Regions from separate parts of the Mus musculus genome. Here region 1 is linked to region 2. The links are chromatin contacts, called in public HiChIP or PLAC-seq maps. All regions are on one chromosome and are shown on one strand. Each heading gives the region's core, a stretch centred on a gene start, on an enhancer-like site or on the middle of the called end of the contact. The rest is flanking DNA. Distances are from core to core; before and after follow the strand shown. Region 1 overlaps Sesn1 (sestrin 1). Region 2 overlaps Ccdc162 (coiled-coil domain containing 162).

Evidence for each region. HiChIP or PLAC-seq counts read pairs in DNA pulled down with a chosen protein or histone mark.
Region 1: an H3K27ac HiChIP or PLAC-seq map of embryonic stem cells shows a contact between it and region 2, with 10 read pairs. The contact joins two enhancer-like sites. A contact is called at or near these places in 8 of 484 Hi-C or Micro-C datasets (the G1E-ER4 cell line, the HPC-7 cell line, embryonic fibroblasts and 1 more) and 3 of 115 datasets of contacts at active chromatin or transcription factors (all in embryonic stem cells).

The regions. Positions count from the first base shown.
Region 1 is chr10:41,826,767-41,833,120 of GRCm38.p6, forward strand. The region is part of intron 1 of Sesn1 (sestrin 1); the gene reads left to right. Among named protein-coding and RNA genes, the nearest start is that of Sesn1, 19 kb to the left of the region's middle. Within about 2 kb of position 4,310, at least 40 of the 459 cell types and tissues checked have an H3K27ac peak or open chromatin away from gene starts, as enhancers often do. A contact at or near this core is called in embryonic stem cells, where this site is marked.
Region 2 is chr10:41,673,349-41,680,607 of GRCm38.p6, forward strand. It overlaps Ccdc162 (coiled-coil domain containing 162), which reads right to left. Exons shown (of 48, transcript NM_001358562.1): 7 at 6,868-7,006; 8 at 5,392-5,549; 9 at 458-610. Among named protein-coding and RNA genes, the nearest start is that of Mir3473b, 6.2 kb to the left of the region's middle. Within about 2 kb of position 5,608, at least 78 of the 459 cell types and tissues checked have an H3K27ac peak or open chromatin away from gene starts, as enhancers often do. A contact at or near this core is called in embryonic stem cells, where this site is marked.

The sequences.
Region 1 (6,354 bases), core at 3,060-5,559, 150 kb after region 2:
CCTTTCCTGCAGACTAGCCTCCTTCAGCCTGTTAATTCTGAGGTAGCGTGTTTAGTTCCTACTCTCTCATAACAGGCATATATTACCTCAGTTTTTAAAAAAAACAATTTAAAATCAATGTGGAAAGATTACATGACATAGAGAATTAATAGTAATTTAGAGCAAGGGATGATGAGGGCAGCTTGAGATAATAAAGATAGCTTAGTAGAGCAAATAAACCCTAATGTGATAATTGACTTCCCTCCTCAGCTTATCTTTACACAAGCGTGCGCTCTTTCTATCCCCAACATGCCCAAGCCTAGCCCCTGATGACTGGCTGGCCAGGTAGCTCTGGCCCTCTTGATCTTGCCTGCAGAGTGAGTTTTGACCTGATCATTGTTTCCCTTTTGCTCCATCTGCAAAGCTCGTGAGAACTTGTAACTAGGACTCCTGTGAAAGCTGTCTTGCTTTGATTTTTAAGGCAGGGCCTCCCATAGCTCAGTCTGGCCTTGGAATTGGTTGTGTGCTGAGAGCAGGGCAGTCTTAAACTTCTGACCTTCCATGTCTCTACCTGCCTGCCACGTGTTAGTTCTAGTCCTGTGCTTCCAGGCCTGGCAGCTTTGGTTTGTGCTGTCCTGAAACAGGCTCTTTCAGTATAGGCCAGGCTGTCCTCAACTTCATGACCATCCGAGTCTGCTTCCCATGTGCCAGCGTTTCAGGTGTGTGCCCCCAGCTTCCCATTGCAGAGTTTCCCATCCAGAATCAAAGATGGAGGTGGCCAAATGGACTTGTAAGCTTCTAGTTCCTAAAATGCCTTTTTTTTTAGCATTTAAATCCATTCATTTGTGCTGTTGATGCCCGCTTGAAAGGGGGCTGAACCAAGGAAGCCTTTGAATCCTGCCTAGATCAGAATTAATCTTCCACCCTCAGCTAGGACTGATGTCTGTCCTGTGTGCATTGGCGCAACAATGCTTGTTAAATTACTGGTGTGTTTCCATGCCAGCTGGCCAATAATAAATAGAAAACAGTATAAAGTTAATAATACTCTGTCAAGAGGTTTGTGTTGGAAACCACACATGCACTTGGGCATTATGCTAAAGATGGAGGTAGGAGACCTGCTCAGATGCCCTATACCTGCGGATGTTGAAGAAGGTACAGCAGCCCCTGGGTAGGAGACAGTGACTTTGTCTCTGACCTGATAAGGACCTAATCTTACAAAGGAAGTGTCACTTGTACCAAATGCAGAAGTAGCATCCAGGCTTGGGTGGTAACTGGAGACCCGGTCATAGCCAAGCGCAACACCCTCACTCACTAGCTGCAGTCCCTCTGGCGAGTTTGAAGAGCTTTAACAACTCAATTTAACCTACTGATCCAGAATGCTTTTGGTGGTTGGAAACCACACATATTTGTTATCTTGAGATTTCTATGGCATGGCTTAGCTGGACCTCTCCTTGAAGGTCTTTTATGGTACTGCAGCTAAGATCTCAAATTAGCAAAAGCTATAATCTTGTGTGAAGGCTCAGGAGAGTATGGTCTGCTTCCATGTGCACATAATTGCTGTTAGGATTTTGTTCCTTGAGAACTGATATAGAGAGGGTCTCAATTATGGAATTGGCCAGGGACTACCATGTGGGCCTCTCCGATTGTTTCATCAGGAAATACGTGAGAAGAGCTAGAGACTATCAGCAAAATACAAGTTACAGTTTTTCACAACATAATCTGGAAGGAGACAAAGCTTCACTTTAGTCATAATCTTTTCACTCAAAGCTGTTGCTGAGGTCCAGCCCTTGCTCAAGGTCAGCAGATTACTGAAGGGCAAATGGCATGGGAAGAATACCGTAAGGCAGGATCAGTGGGAGGCAGTCTGAAAGTAGCCTACTGTAACAACCTCTCCTGGGACTAGGGCATGGGAGGAAGGGCTCTCCCTCCATGCTGTGGAGAAAGCTACAGTTGACCGTACGTGTGTGGAGAGGAGTTAATGAAGAGCGTAATATCAAAGGGTTAGTATGGTACTGATCTGACTCCTCCCACACTTGTAAGCAATCTCCAGATAAAGAATTTTCTGCCATCTTCACCAGTGGATGCTGAACTCAGGCCCTATCTCCTCCTTTGCTAGGGTCCACCAAGACTCAGGAGGAGAGGTCTACCTGCCTCTGGTATCATCTTCCTCTTCCTCATTGCCTCCCTACACACATTGCTCTCCTTCATGCCTGTGTAGTTCAGGGAAACTTCCCAGTCTGCTCTTGGCCAAAGGGCAGGAAATGGCAGATGTCTTTCTGTCACCATTTGGTGGCTATATAATGAGATACACATCAAGTCTCACCTGTAGTGAAAATGAATGAAAAACTCTCAGACTTTTATAAGCATCCTCAAGTTAAAAAAAAAAAAAAAGAATGGGGTTGAATATTTTACCAATCAGATTTCTGTAGTCAATAGACTTCTCAAATTGAAGCTGGTTGTGGTGGTCTGAATATGCTTGGCCTTTGGGAAGTAGCACTATTAGGAGATGTGGCCTTACTGGGAGAGGGCCTTGGTAGAGGAAATGTGTTACTGTGGAGGTGGGGCTTTGAGGTCCCACATACATGCTTAAGTCTGATCAGAGTGAGCCAGAGTCCTCTCCTGGCTGCCGTCGGATCAAGATGTAGCCTTCTCGGCTCCTCCTCCAGAACCATGCCTGTCTGCACACTGCCCTGCCCCCACCATGATGGTAATGCACTGAACCGCTAAAACTGTAAGCCAGTCCCAATTCAATATTTCTTTATGAGAGTTACCTTGGTAATGGTGTCTCTTCCCAACGATGAAACCCTAACTAAAACACTGCTGTGTATTACTATCAACTTAGTCATGTCTGAAAGGTGGAGGTAAAATAATTTCTTTATGCTATAAGCCCTAATCTTTATCATCTTTAGTTGTTTCAGAACCACCAGAAATTATTATATAATTGATAGAAATTTGAAAAATTTTATCCCACTACATATAATATGTTGAAGTAAGGGCCTTCCTTCAATTATAGAGAATACTAATTTTAATAAGAAACATTTTCTCATGTCATTTTTAGTATAGTCATCCCAATGGTTCAAAAATTAAACCATTTTCAAATTTATTTGCTGTTTATAAATTTTAATTGGTATTTTTGAGACAAACATGGGCTGGTCTAGAAGTTACTATGTAGCCCAGGCTGACCTTAAACTTGAACTTACAACAGTCCTCCTGCATCAGCCTCCCAAGTGCTGGAATTATAACTATGAACCATCAAACCTAGCTTTGTACAGTACTAGGCAGCCACTTAAGGAATTCTGAGCAAGGACTGTTCCACCAAGCTGCACTCCATTTGTTTGTTTGTGACAAGGCCTCATGTAGCCCGGGCTTGCCTTAAGCTCACTACATAGCTGACGATGACCTTGAACTCCTTATACTCCTGCTTTCACTTCCCACATGCTGGGATTACAAGTACCACCATTCCCACCTCCCAATTTTTAAATTTGAATCTGAAGCAAAGTCTTGCAAAGTTGCCCAGGCTGACCTTGAACTTTTGATCTTCCTGCCTCAGCATGTACCTACAATGTAAACCTAAGTTTACAACAATAACAGAACAACTACTTGTTGTAATTAAAGCTATATGGATGTGTTTTTCCTCTCTTCTAATGTCTTCTAGAACTCTCCCTTTTTGAGATTTCAGATGGTACTACCAGTGAGTATTCAGAAGATGCTAACAATACTAGTGATAAGGTGCCTGAGCTGAACAAGTTGGGTGTTTTGACATTATGGGCTCCTGGGTATGCACTACTTCACTGCGAGCCTTACATTGGAGCCAGCAGCTGTTATGAAAACTGAGGTGGCCACTAAAAAGATACTGAGTGGGTAGTGTATGTGGCATGTGGCATGCACACTCTGGAAAAGAGTAAATCACAGGCCTGGCAGCATGGTATGAGATCACTTCTCAGAATAGCACGTGATTTAAAATTTACGCATTGTTGATTCTGGATATGGCTGACCATGACTAGCGATTATAAAGCCATAGAAAGAGAAGCCAAGGATACAAGGGGAATGCTGTGCACCAGATTCTATTCACAGAATGATTCTGCAGGAAGTAGAACTTTAGGGTACTCGGAAGTAAGTTTTCTCTAGTATGGTACATATGTATGCGCGCATGTACTAGCGTCTAAAGCTGCAGATGTCTGATTTTCCTTATAGTTACCTTTCTTTTGAAGACTCTGGCCATTAATGACAGTTTTCCACTCACTTTACATTTTTGTGCCCGCCTGCCTCCTTGTTCACCAAGGACATTTCCTGAGTTCTCAGCAGTTAGCTGCTGTGAGCACTAGGTGGCACTCTGACTCAACTCAAGTCTAGTTTGTCATCAATTTTGATGCTGTAGGCCTCAAGAGAAGATGTGTGTACAACTTAAGAACATTTGTGTTTTCAGTTGTCTTCTTTTAGAGGGAGTCTGAAAGGAGAAAGGAGATAATTCCAAGTTTAAATATCCAAGCTTAACTGGTGATAGTATTGATCTCCTCTTTCACTTACTGTCTCAGACTGTTCCAGGTACCTGCACAGGTATCTGTGTGGAAGAGAGGTGGAGAAGACTGCTGACCTCAGAGCCCATAGTCTAGTTAACTCGCCCCCCCCCCCAGATGCTGTTCTTGGGCCTGTGGCATGCACTCGCTGCTTTTATCCAGTCACTCAACACAAGGAGCGTGAGCTGGAGAGGTAGATGATCTGACTAGACCATCCAGCTGGGCAGGTACACAGTTGGGCTCAACGCATATGTGCTCCTTGGAGAGTAGTTTCTGGGAAGATGAGAACATGAAACCAGTAAAGCAAACATTCTCTCCCCCATCCCTGTCTCTCGCTCTATGTATATATATGTGTGTGCACATGCACATCTGTCTGTCTGTCTGTCTGTGTGCACATGCGTATAGTGGTTGTGAGTGTGCTGACATGGGATCTGAGAATGGACCTCACATTCTCTGCAGAGAGTAGTGGGCAGTCTTAACTGCCCCAAACTGATTACCAAAGGAGACTTGTTCTTGTTTTCCAGGAAGCAAAGCCAAGACTTGTTCTGGGAGAGGCTACAGCTTAATGGTTCAAATTGAAGATTTTGGCTTTTTAGGATGTTGTGTGACCCATCAGTTACAGAGAAAACAGTGTATTCTTGCATGTACTTTTGGGGGAAAACCCAAGTGTATCAATTTTTCAAAGAGTACCCTCCATAAAAAAATTGAGAAGTTGGGTGTGGTGGTACATGCCCAACATCCTAACACTTGGGGGTGGGTACAGGAAGGAAGGTCAGAAGTTGAAGAGCATCCTGGGCCATTAGGTGAATTCAAGGCCAGCTTGGGCTACCTGAGACCTTGCCTCAGAACAGCAGCAGACCACCTGAGCTGCCACATGCACAGGACACTTACTTCCTGAAACTGTTAGAGAAGACTTTTTACAATTGAAATGTGAGAGCCTTAAGCCAGCAAAAGTACACTTTCGTGAGAAAGCACCAGCTTGCTGCTCTTGACGAGGATGCTCATTGCATGGGGCTGAACTTTTCTTAGCTAAGCAGCAGGTCTCCCAGGCATGCAGGTCACAGGCAGAAAGTTTCAGATTTGATTCCAGAATGTGGGACAGAGCTGAGCACAGCACAGCTGCAGCCTTGGTAATGTGAGACAGACAAATACGCCACGGTCCAGAGCTGCCCCTGCCAGACTGCTGTGCACACACACTGGCTCTTGCTAACGCTCTACGGGGCAAGCTAGTTAGTGCTCTAAGTTTTAGTTTGTTGATGTTTGTCTTGTTTGGGGAATTATTTTTTAAGTTAAAAAGGTTTTAATGTTTTGTTTTGTTTAGATTGGTTGTATTTGCTTTCTGGGCTTGTGTTTGTTTGTTTTTTCAAGACTGGTGGTTTTCTCTGTGTAGCCCTGGCTGTTATGGAACTTATTCTGTAGACCAAGCTGGCCTTGAACTCACAGAGATCTACTTGTCCCTGCCTCCCAAGTGCTGGGATTAAAGGTGTATACTACCACCACCTGGCAATCCAACTTTATTTTTTTTAACACACAGAAACATTATATATGCATCCACATATATAAACATTACATTGTGTTTCATATATGCATTATATTGTCTTTAAATCAACTTAAATATATATTTTTTCTCAAACATTATTTTTGGGAATTCTATAATTTTGTGCCTCTCTGCCAACCTATTCTCTTCTCCCAACCCCAAGCTTCTGTTTTACAGTCAGTAACATAAAGATAATAGCATATTGATCTTTGTAAGGCATTAGCCCTGTGCCTCCTTTTACTTTGTAACAGTTTTTAAAGAGGAGAAGAAGCAAGCAGGCATGAACTATAAAGCCAAGACTGGTACTCAGTTCTCTGAACC
Region 2 (7,259 bases), core at 4,358-6,857:
AAGCATAGTGGTAACATCTGTAACCCCAGCACTAAGGAAACTGAGACAGGACAGTCAGAGCTGAAGGCAATCCTTGGTTACATAGTATAGTGAACAAGGCCAGCCTGGGCTATATGAAAATTCTGCCTTGTATAATAAACATCTTTTTTTAAAAAAAGTAAATGAAAAAAGAAATAAATTCAGATCTACAGAGTGGGTGTCAGGTGTTGGGGGAACTTCCAGATCAGATGGTAGTGAACTACCTTCAACAAAGAGCTGAGGCAGGCAGAGAACAGGAAGGACTCAGTTGTAGCGGTCTCCGTTGAGGACAGGTAGCATGGCACATAGGTCCTGCAGGACAGTTTGCCCAGGGCACTAAGGAGAGCGCTGGTACTGACAGCACGCCTGCTCAGCGGGAGGAAAGACTTTGGCATTGCTGGCCTCACCGGGAGGTGACTGTCCACGGCAGCCTCCTTACCTTCACAAAGGGAATCCAGTCGGCTCTCTTTCTCAGGGTAGTCGTGGGTCCTGACATGGTCGGATTCTGTACATTACCTCTCCCAGCCTCATAGTCTGGGAACGTCCACATCCTTTGTTGCTCCATGAAGATGCTTTGGAAGTTTTGAGAAACCTAAAGAGGATGGAGAAGAGACGGACAGCTGCTGCACTTCAGGAGGTGGCTGCTTCTCCAAAGTGCTCAGAGAAGCAGGACTTTCCTTTTCTTCTCTCACTGTCTACTCTAAGTGCATGCTTTGCCTAACACTTTGGGCTACACTGGCTCTCTAAAGCTCTCCTCCCTGGCCAGCTGGGTGCTTGCCTACCACACAGCTCACCTCTGTGCCTAACTCAACATTATGGCTTTTTTTTTCTTTTCTCTATCTTCCTTCTTGGGCATCTGCTGAGATTTATAGATTGTCTGCTCTGGGATTTTCCTCTTAAATTCTAATAAAAATAAAAGGAGAAAGGCAGGGAGAAGGAGGGGAGGGATAAAGGAGAGAAGGAAGGGGAGGGGAGGGATAAGGGAGAGAAGAAAGAGAAGTAGGAAGGGAGAAGTAAGGGAGAAGAGGAAGAGGAGGAGGGTGGGGAGGGTGAGGAGGAGGGTTTGGATCCAAACACCAAACTATGTAAAAAACCCAGTGACGTAACATCATCACTACTGGGTTTGGAAGTAGGAGGGTCACCGAGTCTTATTGGCCACCAGTCCAGCTCCAAGTTCAGTGGGAGAGCCTGTCTGAGGGAATAACACAGGGAGTGAGAGATCAGGATACCAACTTCCTCTTCTGGTCTTCACACACGTGCCCAGGCCTGCTCTGCACACAAATGCATGCTCACTACACATATGTATATGTACACATACAAACAAAAAAGGAGGAGGAAGATGAAGAGGAGGAAAGAAGTGGAGCCTCAAGGGAAATTGTCTTGGATCTCAAAAAAACAGCCACTAACTTATTCTTTCATTCTCCCCACCCCGCCCCGAGTGTGTGTGTGTGTGTGTGTGTGTGTGTGTGTGTGTGTGTATCTTGCCTGCGTGTATGTCTATGTACCATTTGTGTTTAGAGGCCAGAAGAAGGTGTCAGATCCCCTAGGACTGGAGTTAGAAATGGTTGTGAACTGCCATGCCCCTGGCTGCTGGAAATCAAATTTAAGTTTAGAAGAGAAGCCAGAACTCTTAACTGCAGAGCATCTCTGTAGCCCTTACTGATCGAGCGTCCTTGAAATAGCCCTGGAGGGAAACGGATGAGTGAAGAGGCCTTCGTTATGACAGTACTTGACATGGACACCTCTGTGTGGCCCAGGCTCTCACTCATCATGATGGCAGTGCGCCTCACCTCTGCTGAGTGTCTGTGCCAAAGATCGGAAATACATTACCACAGCCACTTGTCTATGTTTTGGGTTGAACTCTAAATATAAACAAGAAGTAAACTGGGAAAGTATTCAGTTTTTCTGACCACATGGTAAACTAGAACTCTGAGTGTTAAATAAATCCTGCTCTCTGCAGCCTTCCCAGGATACCGCTACTAAGAGCTCAGATGCTAGCACTGAACCTAAGGACCTGCCTCCTTTCCTTCTCACGCCTTCCAGCAGAGGCTATATGGCTAACTTCCGACTGCCAGCTCCTTTCTCATCCACTGTGCTCAACCACAGTGCACTGGGACAGTTATACAATGACGAAAAAAGGTTATCTAACATCTCAGTATGAGCTAGTTAAAACTAAATCAATCTCGCACTAACTACATTTCAAGCATTCCACAGCTATGTGTGACATGTAAACACCAGAGCCATGGACACATGGATGCGTGGCTATGGGCATCAAGGCAGGATGCTGAGAGAGATGCTATTCTAGGGCTGGGCAGCAAAATCATCCTTAAGGAGCCAGACACTTAATATTTCAGTGTCTGCAAACCATGACTCTTCAGGTTTGCCACTGGGGTGTAAAAGCAGCCACCAATAACACATACACAGGCACGAGGAGGCTGGCATCTGCAGATTTGGGTTTTCACAAACTTTCTGTGTGGCAGTCCTAACCCACCTCCCCTGGTGAAGGGACTGGGGTAGGATTAGGCCTTGAGAGGCCTTTGCCCTCTACTAAGGAAGGCACATACAAAGGTAACATCTATGAGGCACAAAGCCTTCCCCATGTCTCAGCCATCAAAGCAGTAAGAAGCTCTTGGTGCAGCCACTCAGTTTGTGGCATGTCGTTTCAGGAGCGGGGATGGACCAAGACAGCTGGCTCCCAACAGAACTTTATTTTGGAAGAACAGGTGGTGGGCTTCAGGCTGCAGTTGGCTGACCCCAACCTTGGGCATTAAAGCACCAAAAAAAAAAAAAAAAAAAAAAAAAGACCACACACACACATATGCACATTCTCTCATACACACATACTCTTTCTCTCTCTCACACACACACACTCACTCTCTCTCTCACACACATACTCTGTCTCTCACGCACACACACATACTCAGGCGCTCTCTCTCTCTCTCACCACACACACACACACACACACACACACACACACACACACTGGACTGCCACTATCCATCTTGGGAACACAACTAACATTCCTCACAGCATTGCTCTAAGAAAGCCAAAGCTAGGAACTCTTGCCATGAGTTTTGTAACCAGCCTGGGTTTGCTGGCTAGACACAAGCTAGCCATCAGCGAAGAGGGAGCCTCAGTTGAGAAAATGCCTCCCTAAGATATCCGGCTGTAGGCAAGTCTGTTGGGCATTTTCCTAACTAGTGATTATTAGGTCTAAAGAAGGCACCCAAAATGCAGTGCTGCTGACAATGTCCTAACAACAGTCTGGGCTCAGCTCAGGATGACTCTGTGCAGACCGGAGGACTGGTACCTGCGCTCACCATTGCTCGGGAATCTTATGAAGCACATTTCAGCTTGTCCATCATCTGCCTCCTACAGCCAACTACTACTGGCAATGAATTTTCTAGTTCCTGATTAACTCAAGCAAGCCTGTAGCAGATCAAAGTTCCCATGCTAGTTTCTCCCGTGCTAGCTTCTCCCATGCTAGCTTCTAGACTGATCTGGCTCACACTGCCCCCCAGCCCCACCCCCACCCCTAGGCTGCTACCTATCGCCTTAAAAACTTGGCAAGGCCACCAGCTTGCCATTCTCTCTGCACCCCGCCCCCAGAGACTGCATTGATGGCTTAATCCCCAGTAAACCTTTCTGTCTACCCATGGAGTGGTCTAGCTCAATATTTCACTGCAGCCTTGCTTACAGTGAGGGCGGGTGGTCCTGGGTACTATAAGAAAGCAGGTTGAGCAAGGCATGAGGACAAGCCAGTAAGCAGCACCCTCCATCAGCTCCTGCATCAGCTCCTGCCTCCAGCCTCCTGCTCTGTTTGAGTTCCTGCCTTGGCTTCCCTCAGTGGACTGTGATAAGAAATGTGAGCCAAATAAACTCTTTCCTGTCCATCCAAGTAGCTTTTAGTCTTGGTGTTTCGTCACAGCAATAGTAGGACCATTATAACTAGAACACTGAGCTACACAAAATCCTATAAGGAGGAGGAGGGGGAGGGGGAGGGGGAGGGGGAGGGGGGAGGGGGAGGGGAGGGGGAGGGGGAGGGGAGGGGGAGGGGGGGAGGCAAAGCTACACGATTTTCCAAAAATCCAGAGGAATGAGATCGCGTGGGCTTAAGGGTTACAGACCAAAAACACAGTCCTGTAAATGATGTTGGCACAAAAACAAATCCAAGTGGATCTTCATGGTCAGTATGCTATTAAGTGAGCTCCGCCCCCAGCACTGGCAGGGGGCGGGGCCAGGGAGCCACCGGTGGTGGGGATGGGGAGACAAAGTAGCAACTTCCCATCCCGAGGTCATTCAAGTCCACCCAGGTTAGATTTGAGCCTGATCAGGTCACCCAGCTGATTTTTATCTTGCAAATAATTTACAACTAGGGCTAACAAGATAGCTCACTGCTGAAACCGTTGTTGTTGTTGTTGTTGTTTTGTTGTTGTTGTTGTTTTAAGTTATAACTCTGAAGTTCTGTATCCACTGCCTCATCTTTCCCTCTGAAAGTAATTTTAATCTGGCTTCTGCTACTATGAGGTTTCCTGTTGGAAGGCAGCAGGATTTACAGTGGAAGAGGCCAGGCCTGCATCCAGCCGCATCATTCAGGACACAGTGAGTCCCAGTGGGTAGAACCTTATCCAGTATGTCAAGAATATTGCAACCAGGGCTGGTGATATGGCTCAGCGGTTAAGAGCGCCAACTGCTCTTCTAAAGGTCCTGAGTTCAAATCCCAGCAACCATATGGTGGCTCACAACCATCCGTAACGAAATCTGATGCCCTCTTCTGGAGTGTCTGAAGTCAGCTACAGTAGTGTACTTACATATAATAAATAAATAATTGAAAGGAAAAAAAGAATATTGCAACCAAAACACAAACAAAACATACTGCAGTCCCATCTCAGACTCTGGGCTGTAGATGCTTGACAACTCTCCCAGGATGTCTGTCTAACCCTGGGCACATGTATATCTTCTTCAGCCCATATCCTCCTACTGTGTCTCTAAAACCTACAGGGGGAAAAACCCAAAAGGTAAAATCCCTTAGGCTTAGCTATCATCAGGTCTTGTTCTTCTTACAGAAAGGAGGCTCTTCCCAACAGGAAGATGGCTTATTACATTGTATATTATTACTCTAGAAAAAAGCATTGGCAGAAAAAAGAAACAGCTTTGTGTCATGTGTGGCTACACACACCTAATCAAGAAACTCAAGGGGGGGGGGGGGACAGGAGTATCAGGAGTTCAAGGTCACCCTCCACTACACAGCTACTTTGAAGCCAGCCCATGCTATATGAGATCTGGTCTCAAACAAACAAACGAGAAACTTTGTAGCAAATACTAAGCCTTTCTTCCAACCTCCTGTATTTATAGTAAGAATGCATTGTGTACCGAGGAAAAGAGTCCCATCTCTTTGGCTGAGTCGCTCAGCTTTTGCACATCGTCTGGGATGTGGAAATGTGAGAGGAGGCGCCTCAGCTGAGGTTTTAGATCATCCCTGTCTGTCACGTGCTGAGGCAAGACAAACGCAGCATCTGTTCTCCCTGACCCTGAAAAATATCCAAAATCAAGAGCGCGACCAGTGAGTGGGAGGCGGCAGAGACAGCAGATGGCCTTGGAGAGAGTTGGAAGCAGGCCCTCTGCTGGTGGGGAGCCGTTTTGTTCTCCCCTGACCCTGTGCCAGGCAAGCCTGCACCTTTTTTGCCACCCAGCCCCCATAAGCTTTCCTGGGGAGGTGCAAGTACTCTCAATGATCTCACAGCCCTCAGGAGAAACCCGCTAGAGCTCCTGGGATATTCTGTATACAACGGGAATGTCACTCAAGGGCACTCGGCAGAAACCTGACCCGACTTCTCAGTTCTCCGGAACACAAAAGAAGAGCAGAGAGACCGAAATTGATCCTGACGACTAAATTCTCTGGCAGCTGTGTAACAGAAAACCTGAACCAAGTCTCAGAAATCATTTCACCGGGAAGGATTGGTATGGCAATGGGTAAACTGAGGCGTAAGGAGGTGATATGCAGGACCAGGGTGACAGAAACAGGCCTGGAAGCCAGTCCACTTGCCTCTTAACCTACTAGTTGTAAAGATGGAGACAAAATGTCTACAGTCATGGCTACTGTCTTTCATCAAAAAATATTACTATCAAATTACAACTTATTACAAAGATGTGACTTTGGCATATAGGAAGACAGTGGTCCAAACAGGCCTTTCCAGTTAGTCTTATGTCAATTCCACACAAGCTAAAGCTATCTGAAATGAGGGAACCTCAATTGAGAAAGTGCCTCCATAAGATCCAGCTATTAGTGATTAATGAGGAGGGCCTGGCCCATCGTGGATGGTGCAATCCCTGAGCAGGTGGTCCTAGGTGCTGTAAGAAAGCAGACTGAGGGGCTGGAGAGATGGCTCAGCAGTTAAGGGCACTGACTGCTCTTCCGACGGTCCTGAGTTCAAATCCCAGCAACCACATGATGGCTCATAGTCATCCATAATCAGATCTGATGCCCTCCTTTGGTGTGTCTGAAGACAGCCACAGTATACTTACATATAATGAATAAAATCTTTTTTAAAAAATGCCTTGATTTGGGTATTCCAAAATAAATAAATAAATAAAAAGAAAGCAGACTGAGCAAGCCATGGGCAGCAAGCCAGTAATCAGTGCCCCTCCGCGGCCTCTGCATCAGCTCCTGCTTCTAGGATCCTGCCTTCCCGAGTTCCTGTCCTGCCTCCAACACTGAGCAATGTGGAAGCATAAACCCTGTCCTCCCCAGCTTGCTTTGTGGTCATCATGGTTTGTTGCAGAAATAGAAACACTATGTCACAGTAATCACGGCCCCCTGCTCTACGCTAGTAAAGGCCAGGCTCTTACCTGAAACATGGGGACCCAGAGGACCAGGGGATGCAGCGTGAAGGTCAGTGACACAGGCTTTGCCATCTTCCTCACTAGATCCAGAGACTTGCTTAGCAGCTAGGCTCAGCACCCTGGAGATGGGCAGATACTGGAGTGCCTAGAGAGACAGACCCGAGCGGGCACAGGTCAGCCTAGGTTGCGACAGAGAAGGAGGGAGACAGGGCTGAAACTTCAGAAACCTTCCCCATGAGAGAGGCTGGAGCTGGGAGACCCAGCTGCCACCAACCAGGAAACACTTCCTCTTCCCCACAGTGGTCATGGACTTGAGTGGGAAAGCACAGGTGCTCAGGGTGTGAGGAGAAAGACCCAGGTTTATTTATTTATTTATTTATTTATTTTTAAAGAGCTAT